Linked DNA regions of Mus musculus: region 2 is linked to region 1. A link is a contact called in public HiChIP or PLAC-seq data. All regions are on one chromosome and are shown on one strand. The core of a region is the stretch at or near the end of the contact, and the rest is flanking DNA. Distances in the headings are between cores, read along the strand shown. Region 1 has its middle 26 kb from the start of Gm40047. Region 2 overlaps Gm30351 (a long non-coding RNA gene).

Evidence for each region. HiChIP or PLAC-seq counts read pairs in DNA pulled down with a chosen protein or histone mark.
Region 2: a contact with region 1 is called in a BATF HiChIP or PLAC-seq map of CD8 T cells, with 7 read pairs. The contact joins two enhancer-like sites. A contact is called at or near these places in 1 of 484 Hi-C or Micro-C datasets (nephron progenitors) and 2 of 115 datasets of contacts at active chromatin or transcription factors (CD8 T cells and T-cell acute lymphoblastic leukemia).

Annotation. Positions count from the first base shown.
Region 1 is chr3:52,551,364-52,556,527 of GRCm38.p6, forward strand. No RefSeq gene overlaps it. Among named protein-coding and RNA genes, the nearest start is that of Gm40047, 26 kb to the right of the region's middle. Within about 2 kb of position 3,853, at least 115 of the 459 cell types and tissues checked have an H3K27ac peak or open chromatin away from gene starts, as enhancers often do. A contact at or near this core is called in CD8 T cells, where this site is marked.
Region 2 is chr3:52,951,841-52,957,122 of GRCm38.p6, forward strand. Gm30351 (a long non-coding RNA gene) reads left to right here. Exons shown (of 5, transcript XR_375652.4): 4 at 968-1,057; 5 at 2,092-2,659. It overlaps Gm30402 (a long non-coding RNA gene), which reads right to left. Exons shown (of 3, transcript XR_867282.1): 2 at 4,499-5,282; 3 at 4,336-4,365. Among named protein-coding and RNA genes, the nearest start is that of Gm30402, 3.4 kb to the right of the region's middle. Within about 2 kb of position 2,906, at least 40 of the 459 cell types and tissues checked have an H3K27ac peak or open chromatin away from gene starts, as enhancers often do. A contact at or near this core is called in CD8 T cells, where this site is marked.

The DNA of each region.
Region 1 (5,164 bases), core at 2,603-5,102:
AACCCAGATGCCCCTCAACAGAGGAATGGATACAGAAAATGTGGTAAATCTACACAATGGAGTACTACTCAGCTATTAAAAAGAATGAATTTATGAAATTCCTAGCCAAATGGATGGACCTGGAGAGCATCATCCTGAGTGAGGTAACACATTCACAAAGGAACTCACACAATATGTACTCACTGATAAGTGGATATTAGCCCAAAACCTAGGATACCCAAGATATAAGATACAATTTCCTAAACACATGAAACTCAAGAAAAATGAAGACTGAAGTGTGGACACTATGCCCCTCCTTAGAAGTGGGAACAAAACACCCATGGAAGGAGTTACAGAGACAAAGTTTGGAGCTGAGATGAAAAGATGGACCATGTAGAGGCTGCCATATCCAGGGATCCACCCCATAATCAGCATCCAAACGCTGACACCATTGCATACACTAGCAAGATTTTATCGAAAGGACCCAGATGTAGCTGTCTCTTGTGAGACTATGCCGGGGCCTAGCAAACACAGAAGTGGATGCTCACAGTCAGCTAATGGATGGATCACAGGGCTCCCAATGGAGGAGCTAGAGAAAGTACCCAAGGAGCTAAAGGGATCTGCAACCCTATAGGTGGAACAACATTATGAACTAACCAGTACCCCGGAGCTCTTGACTCTAGCTGCATATGTATCAAAAGATGGCCTAGTCGGCCATCACTGGAAAGAGAGGCCCATTGGACACGCAAACTTTATATGCCCCAGTACAGGGGAACACCAGGGCCAAAAAGGGGGAATGGGTGGGTAGGGGAGTGGGGGTGGGTGGGTATGGGGGACTTTTGGTATAGCATTGGAAATGTAAATGAGCTAAATACCTAATAAAAAATGGGGAAAATAAATAAATAAATAAATAAATAAAAGAAAATGATAAATATAAGAATGAAAATCAAGAAACTAAGGGTCAAAAACAATAGAGAAAATAATGAAACTGAAGGGCCTCTTTGAAATAGTCAACTAGACTTATGAACTTATAGTCAGAGCTATCTAGAAAAAAACTGAAAGGCACAAATTACCAGTCTCAAGAATGGCAAAGGCTGTATCAGTAGAGACAGTAAGAGGACACTGTTATCATGAACAACTTGATCAACAACTTAATTAAAACAGAACCCAAAGAGGTAGATAACCTACATAGTTACCTGCATATCTATTAAAATAATGAATTTGTAGCTTACAAGTCTTCTTATGAGGACAGTTCTAGGTTTAAATGGCTTCAATGGGTTTTCTTTAAAACATATTTAAAAAACATAAATACCAATTTTTTTTTTTTACAAATTCTTCTGGAATTCTACAGTGAAGGTATACCAACTCCATTAACAAGACTAGCATTGTCTAGAGACTAAACAAGAGACACTATTCCAAGAAAAATGAAGCCATATACTAATACCACTCTGGATACAGGTGCAAAAATATTGGAATCAAATTTTAGAAATCTGGGACTGGAGAGATGGCTCAGTGGTTAAAAGCACTTCCAGAGGTTCTGAGTTCAGTTCCCAGCAACCACATGATGGCTTACAACCATCTGTAATGAGACCTAATGCCCTGTCTAGTCTTTCTAAAGATAGCTACAGTGTACTCATGTACATTAATAAGTAAATAAATAAATAAATCTTTAAAATATATATGTTTAAGAACTCTAACCCCAAAATGTCTAAAGTGAATCATTATCATAGCTAAGTAGTCTTTATTCCAAGTATGCTGGTTTACCATCCAATAATCAACCAATGTTATTAAATATATTAATAAACCAGAAAGGAAAAAGCACATTTTCCCCAGAAATATAGAAAAAGCTTCAATTAATCCAACATCCCATTTGGAAAAAAACCAACTCTTCAATTAGTTAATATTAGAATGAACCTATTGTTAACATACCAAGCTAATTTAAAATGGATTACAGATTGTGGTGGTTTGAATAGGAATGGTTCCTATAGACTCATGTGTTTGAATACTTAACCATAAGAAGTAGCACTACTAGCGGGTGTGGTCTTGTTGGAGTAGGTGTGGCCTTGCTAGAGGAAGTATGTCACTGTGGAGGTGGGATTTGAAGTTTCCTATGCTTAAACTATGCCAAGTGTGGTATACGGTCTCAACTCCTTCTCCAGCACCATGTCTGCCTGCACACTGCCATGCTTCCCACCATGATGATAATGGACTAAACCTATGAAACTGTAAGCCAGCTTCAATTAAATGTTTGACATTATAAGAGTTGCCTTGGTCATGGTGTCTCCTCACAGCAATAAAACCCTAACTAAGAGAGTAGGTAGCTGTAAGCCACAAAGGGAGGCCTTGGGACACACTGACTCTGCATATAGCTTGGTCTCCAGATTCCACAACTGTGAGATGAGATCCTTTAAGGCAGTCTGTCCATGGCAAGTGAGGAGGATTAAGCTAGAAATGAAGCTATGTGTGGAGGATAAAGGATAGGGTAAAGTTTCTGTGCTGAAGAGTAGAAACTCCTGCAGTGGACAGACATGGTTGAGTTGAAAGCAGGGCTTTAGGATGCATGTGGTATCTCTTGATGCTAACTGCTCAGTTTTTGACTTATGTCATTGAAGAGCATCCTGAGACTAGGTTAAATAAATTATGCTGCCATTCCCATCCCTCCATCCATTCATCCCTCCCTCCATCCCTCAATCTCTCCCTCCAGGTATCCCTCCCTCCCTCAATCCATTCCTTTTCTACATGCCCAATATTTATTGAATATCTTCATTGACTGGGATTAGGACTGATTATACTAATTAGTGGGAGTTTAAGCTTCAAATCTCAAGGATACAGAGAAAAGAAACATTGCAATAGCAAGAGAGGTGTGGAAATGTACCCAGATCTGATAGTAAGCAAAGGGACCCCCACTTCCTGGAAGTGATGTCTACATGAAGATCTGAAGATGAGCAGAGGGAAAAGGAGAAGGATTCAGTTCACTAGAGGAGGGGATAATGGCAGTGCAGTTGCTCAACGTAAGAGTCAGATCAGAAAGGCTGCGTTACTTGGAGACATGAAGCAGAAGGCAGTATGGCTGAGTCTGAGGGAGCCATGTCCTAGATGTGAGGGTGGGCTAATGGTAGACAGTATATGATGGGCTGTTACTGGTTGGGAGGTAAAGATTTGGCAATCACTGGAATAGCACATTTACTCAATGGGCAGATCTGCAGGGATCCTCAAAACTGGTTAAGGAAAGCCAGCAGTGAGCCAGAAGATATAGCAATGAAGCTGCCAAAGGAATGTAAAGATCCAAGAGCAAGGGCATCACTGCCAGTGGAAATGGGGCTGAAAAACAAAAGCATAATGGAAAAAGTGCCTACTCAGCAACTTTGGCAAGGTCATTGACCTCCCTGAAATCAGAGGCTTCCTGGTAGTCCAAGTGTAGGAGAGGCATGATAGTAAGATAGACCTTGACCTAGAACTGAAGACGTTTTGTATGGGAGCCCATTTGAAGATGGAAGCAAAGACAGCCTATTTAAATTTGGTAAACTGGGGGGCCAAGGCATTCCATTATGGGTGGGTTGGTTAGGGTTCTAATGAGAGTGATGGAATGTGTGGCCCACTCAGATGTGATGTGGTGGCAGCGGTTGCCCTTTAGACTAGACTGTGAGAGTAGAATCCTGCCTCTTCCACTTTCTGGCTGTGACCTTCAGCAAGTATTGAACCTCCTCTCTAAGCCTTGGTGTCTTCCTCTGCAGGACATTTCCCCTACACGACATACCCCTGTCCATCTTTGTTTTCTTGATTATATTCACCACATGGAAAGCCTACTGCATAGACCAGCAGCAGGGCACATCTACAGGAAACCCAGCTCGTCTGGGGTGTGACTCAGGAAACCACAGCTATGTGTCTCCGGGAAAGCCCAGCCTCCCTTTCTCTGAAGGCAGAGCTGTGGTTTGGGGACAGTCAGCTGAGCTGCAGGAACATTGCACTCAACGTCTGAGATTCTTCAGTTGTGAGCACCACTACGGTATCTGATGTGCTGTGAAGAGTGTGGAGGAAGAGCCAGGCAGTGGTGCCGCATGCCTTTAATCCCAGCACTTGGGAGGCAGAGGCAGGCAAGGCCAGCCTGGACTACAGAGTGAGCTCCAGGATAGCCAGGGCTACAAACCCTCTTTTAAACCCTGCTCCCCAAAAAAGAGTGTGGAGGGAAGAAAAGCAATTCCTCACTTTCCAAAGCAGATACCATCTTCTTTCCTTTGCTACCTACCTCTCTCCAGTGGGCGTGGCTGTGTTCCAGTGCACTTTTTCCTCATTAGAATTTGTTAAGCTAAATTTGGACCAAGGTGAGCCTTGAAGCAGGGATCTGAGTCATAACTGAAATGGGAATCTAGCTGAAAACTTCATGTAAAACTAATCACTAGCTGAACCTCGACCACGTACAAAATGGCAACTCTGTCAGTTGCAGGTGGCTTACTCTTCAAACTTTGTTCCAATATGGCAAATGTCAGGCTATAACTGGCCACAGTGAGGGCAGACAGGTAATAAACCTATTGAACAAATAAGAGAGTTAAACCTCTGTAGAAAACATTTTTTTCTCAATAGATTTGTATAAAATTCAACTTCATAGAATAATGTATCTTTCAGTATACTTTTAAGCCAATAGCTATACATGAGAAATGTATGTTTTTGATTGAAAATCTCAATACAATATTTAAACAAAAAGACAGAAATAATCTTGAATTACATTTATATACAATAATATGATGTTTGAGTTGGGCAGAATTCTGAAAAGAAAGTTCCACTCGCACATGGACTGTGTGCCCTGCTTGGTGTTAGGCTAAGAGAAGAGCCACACACAACAGACGTGTCCTTGTGGGAGATTAGGAAGCCATGCTGGAGGCATCTTACATTCTAACATCACAGATATTATTTATATACAAATATGCAGGCCACTCATTGTAATGTTCCTTTTTAGAAGGTTGACCAGAAGGATTGGATTGATGTTGAACTACATTCTAACTTTTTCCCAGACTCAAAGCAATCAGGCTCTTGTTTATGGAGATTTTTATGCAGATGGATTGCTTTTAACATCTGTCCCTGATGGTAAGAATGCCAGAAGGTGAGAAGAGCTACAGAACTCTGGACTGTCCTTGAATGTCACGCTCACAGAGCCTGAAGAGACTCTGGTCTCCACCTCTTTATCCCA
Region 2 (5,282 bases), core at 1,656-4,155, 400 kb after region 1:
GACTGGATATGGACCTAAAAGAATTAACAAAACAGTATTTTCCAGTGTCTGTGCCTTGGAGGGATAAGACTCTAAATTCTCTTGTCCAAACTTGCAAGAACAAATACTCTTGGTAGCGTCAGGTAATGCACACTTAAGACCAAATGAGAATAGCTGGGGATGTGACTCAGTGATAGAGCATTTGCTTGGTGTACATACGCACACACACACATACACACAGACACACACACACACAGAGACACACACACATATACAAATAAGCCACTCTGTAGAAATAATCTATTAATGAGATTAGGCAGCTGAACAATGAGTTTGGTGATGAAGAATTATAAAGATTCAACAACTCATCACATGTACAAACAACCCTGAATAATTAAAAAAAACCACTATTGTGAAACAGGGCATTGGTCCATTCCCACACAACTCTCATGCAAATTTCTGTTTCCTTCACTCTCACACACAAAATCAATCCCCTTAAAGATGCCACCAAAGAGGTAGAGAATGGTCGCAGTGTGAATTTAAAGTTATATGCAAAGTACTTACATCTCTAACAAATGAACATTTTGACCCAACCTTGCCACTGTGACTTTTACATCTTCAAGTCAAACATTTCTTAAAATCAATAGCAAGAAGTAGAAACATAAGGATTAAGAGACGTTACAGTAGGACAGGAGGGGACAAAACAAATGTCAGTTTTAATTTGAGAGGACATTGCCATTACTTCTTTGTAAATGGTCTTTCTGCCCCTTCTGCTTATTGATAAGAAGGGGAGATAAAAATTGGCTAGGCAGCTTTAGGGTAAAAGAGCCCAAAGGAAATAGTTTTAGTTTTGTTTTGTTTTTGTTTTTTGTTTTTCTGTTAACTGAAATCCAGAAAAGCTCTTGGGCCCATGTTGGTAGCTTTATGCTTACTGGAGGCCAGAGATGCCAGGAGGAAGGTCTGGCTTTTCTTTGTCTTTCTTCCTTAGATGGGTACCTCGCTCCTGGAAACCATACTGAAGACCTGGCCACCTAGTGTGGAAACTGGACAGTTCATGATGGCTCCATTTCTTCATCAGGTAAAGCCTTGTTAAGTCCAGGACAGTGGCACTTGAGTGGCACCCACTCCCGGAGACCCCTCTTATGCACCAGAGCTCTGACTTTTTGCTTTGAAGATCCTTACAATAAGGTGCATCTTTCTAAAACTCGCCCACTGTGCTCTGAGAATTTCATTCTTCAAATCCAGGAGACAAGTGCCCAGAAGCCACTCACTCAGGGTGGTGTTGGCGTTGGCTCGGTCATATTGCTGGGAGCTTACTTCTCCCACACCCAAGTTAACCTCACCTAGAGCCAAGAAAGACTGTGTGGTTCTCAGAAATACCTCAGTGTTCTATCAGTTCTGTTCGTACAATGCATCTGCGTGGTGATATTTCACAGGCCCCGCTGACTACCTTCACTTCTTCAAGGCATTCTGATTTTTGCCCCTCAAAACTGCATCACTACAAATGGCTGGCTTTTGCTACTCATTCTCTGGTATCCCTGAGTATTTGATAGTGAACATTACCGGTTTATAATGTCACATTTTAAAATCAGTGGCCCCAAGCGTGGACACGTTATTTGTCCTCTGCATGAGAGTATCTTTGCTGACTGAAGAAACTACCTTTGTAAGGACGGAGAGAATAAGGACGTAAGAGAAAAGAATGACAAAGAAAAATGGCTCAGTAAATGGGACTTTAAGACATCTTTTTAGATCACATGTCCTTTAATTATTTACAGCCAAATCTTCAGAAAGCAACACATTAAAACATCAGTGACAATAACAGCCGACATGTAATGCTGCCAGACACCGTTCAGTGCCAGGTGTACGTCCATTCTCTTAACCTTCACAGCATCCTTGCATTCCCTACCCCTGTGTCTGTCTGTCTGTCTGTCTGTTTCTCTCTGTCTCTCAGTCTGTGTGTCTATCTCTGTCTCTCCCTCTATGTGTGTGTCTGTCTGTCTCTGTCTCTCTCTCTGTCTCTCTGTCTCTGTCTGTCTGCCTGTCTGTCTGTCTCTCTCTCTGTTGACTATCTGCAGAGTTAATCTGAATTTCCTTTTGGCTTATACTTCACAGAATTCCTATCAAATGGAGACTTGTGGATAAGGCAGATGACAAAGCCATCTGGCCACACTCTATATAAAGCCAAGCTTCTGACCAGAGGTTTCCAAGACATCGTCATCACCACCTCCCATCTCTGGAATGGCTCCAGAAGCACAGGTCCTACACAGGTCACAAGAGGATGATGATGATGATGATGATGATGACATCAGCAGAGGCAGTGGCAGCCACAGGGTGGTCCAAACAGGAGCAAACATCAAATATAATTTTCCTGATGGTGGGATTTTCTGCTTTGAAGGGTTCACAATCCTGAGTATTCACAGTGAGAGCTGAAATAAAGTTTTACCCAGGACCATCTGAAGGGACCAGGTAAAGATAGAAGGAGCAGTAGGATTTTCAATCTGTATGGTCTTTAGAAGAGCCACTGCGGTGGGAGAAAACGCTGGGCGTGGCACTTTGAGAAGAGTCCACATAAATGCACCTTCTCTCCAGTTCCCTCCCCAACACAAGGAATTCCACGGGAAGCTTACCTACGGACTGCCAATCCCATCTTTAAATGAATATATGCCCATGGATGAATAACCTTAAGTAAATATATTTTAAAATCTAAAGGGGGGAACTAAGTCAGGCATTTGCTATAAATCTTACTATGTGTCTTAATACCTCTGTGTCCTAAAGCAAAATTGCTGGGAGGTTTCTCTTCTGTAAAATGGGCTAACCCTTATAAGCTTGTTGTGAGAATGACTGCACGCGTAGATGCACACCACTTGATAGAGAATCCAGTTAAACACTAAAGCATTTGGTTAAATGATCTGCTAGCGTCAGTTCCTCCCACATCTGCCAATCCAATTAACCGCATCCTCTTGGCAGAGAGAGGGAGAGTACTGTGCTGAGATCAACCTGACCACCTTGCCTGGAAGGAGGCCCGTGTGCAGTAATCACCCACACACTTTTGCTCGCTCCGCTCCCTTCACCTTTGACCCAGTCTACTCACTCCGGTTCACAGAGTGGTGAGCCAATATCACAAAGAAAAGGGACATTTCCTACCTTTGAAAAGAATGGGCAGAGACCCAGCAGACTTGTGGTGCCTGCCATTTCCCATCTGTAAATTTCTCAAAATACTTTCCAGTAAACGATCTGTTGGGGTTCGCGCATCATGATGAATAACGTTAAATGTCGCAGTCATTGTGTGCCTTCTAAATACAATGGTTTCTTCAGAACATGCAGTTGGTAAATTATGAATGGGAGATGGTTTCCACCAGTCTTCTGTTTGCCACAGAGGCATTATAGAAATGTATCAACTCGTAAAAGCGTCTGCTTGATTCCAACAACAAGTGGACAGCATAGTCATGAGTGTCAAGTTCAGTGTCACCTCCAGAATGTGGAGTCCTTAAGTCAGCGGGCAGAGAGGGCAGAGAGTGGATCTTCCTGAGAGCACTTTCAGAAACCACTCTCACTTTCACTGTTTGAAATGTCACTATCACAAAGTTGAAGGCTACAGGTTCATCGTGAACGGGTCATCCGATCCACCATCCTAGTGGGGTGGGGTCATCTAACCCCTGGACCAACTCCTTACTCCCTGCCCACTCAGAAAAAATGCTGCGGGGCGGGGAGGTTCGGAGGGGGGGGCACTATTGTGAAGAGCCACATGCCTTTCCCCAGTCCTCCCTGTTCATCTTCCATTCGATGCCAGACTTATTTAAACAGGCCCAGCTGGGGCTGTGGCAGCCCTCTTTATCTGCCTTCACATTCTTTCCTCTGCCTATTCATGCTGCTAAGTAGGGCTGGACCGGCTTCCTGAAATCTCGTGGGATGTGGGGGCTTTTCTCCCTGCAGCAGAGCCTCTGAACCTAGTTGTTTTGGGTAACTAATTTCCTCCCTTCTTCTCCCTGGAATACACAGAGCTTCCTTTGCCCAGCGTGATAGCCACCACCCCCCAACCCCCCTTCGCACCACAGAGAAGTTGGGACTGAGGTTGGAACCTCCCAGTGCTCTTGAATTTCCTGCTGTCACGAAGCAGGATTTCCTGACTGGAGATGTATATGGTTGAGGCACAACGTGGCTCTATCCTGACCTCAGCATCCTCCTCCTCCTCACTGTACAATATATCATATTTATGTCCCACGGTGATGAGCTCTGCCCTTCAGTCTTCACTTTGAAATATCATTTCCTTCATTCCTCTAGGCTGAACAAACCACAGAGTCCTTCGTCCTCTACCTACCCTTAACCCTGGTTTTGATTCTAGAAGTGTTTCTTTTCGTGTGCTTTGATCTGTAATTGGAAGGATTTCTGTAAGTTAAAAAAAAAAAAAGTTTAAATAACTAAGGAAGAAAATATTGCATGAAGCTTAGTCCTGCTAAAATTTCCTCTTCTATTAAAAAACAGCAAATAACTAAAAAAATAAAAAGATTGGTAGAAATACCTAAAAGTGTATGCGCTCTTTTGTTCTGTTCTCTTTTGTAAGTGCCGCTGCATATCCTGACAACGCCCAGATGTTTCCTAGACACAGTCTTTCCAGCCTTGCTGTTGGGGCCGAGCCTCAGAAGGGCCCGTCAGTCAGTTACCTTCATTGCTGCAGCGTGGCACCCACGCTCTCATCAAGGAGCACGGCTCAGAGATGCCCATACCAGAGTCACAGGCTGAAGCGGTTGCACTTGGTCAAGAGCAATGCCGCTAGCTTGAGGCTGGGCTTCCCTCCAAGCTCAGCTGGGTCGGAGCAGTGCACCAAGTTCACTCCTCCACCGGGCAACGCTCACTCCGGAGTTCCTGCAAGTGAATGGGCCAGAGTTCTACGTGTTGAAGACAACTCTTGTTCTTAAGCACATCTATAGACACCAGAGCGCCCTCAAGGGGAACCTAAACACTGGGGGCTCCCGAGCCACCTGCCTCAGCAGATGCCCGTGGTGGTGGGGCCAATTTTGAGACCCCAGTTCTGTCCTCTTAAAGAACTTATTTGGGTAGCCCTCCAATCGTCCCTTGTATCTCTTGGTCTTCACTAAGAACCTTATCTTCATCCAAACAGGTTTTCTTAACTTTGATCCTAAGGGAATAAGGGTTTGGAAATCTCCCCGAGGGTATCCAGGCATTGGCTTCCAAGAGACTAACACCTTCCACTAATTCCAACTCACTAAATGGCCTCCTTGTTCTAGATGAGGAATTCCCTGTGCGCACCCTGCTGAATCCGATGCTCACGGCATCCGGTGCAG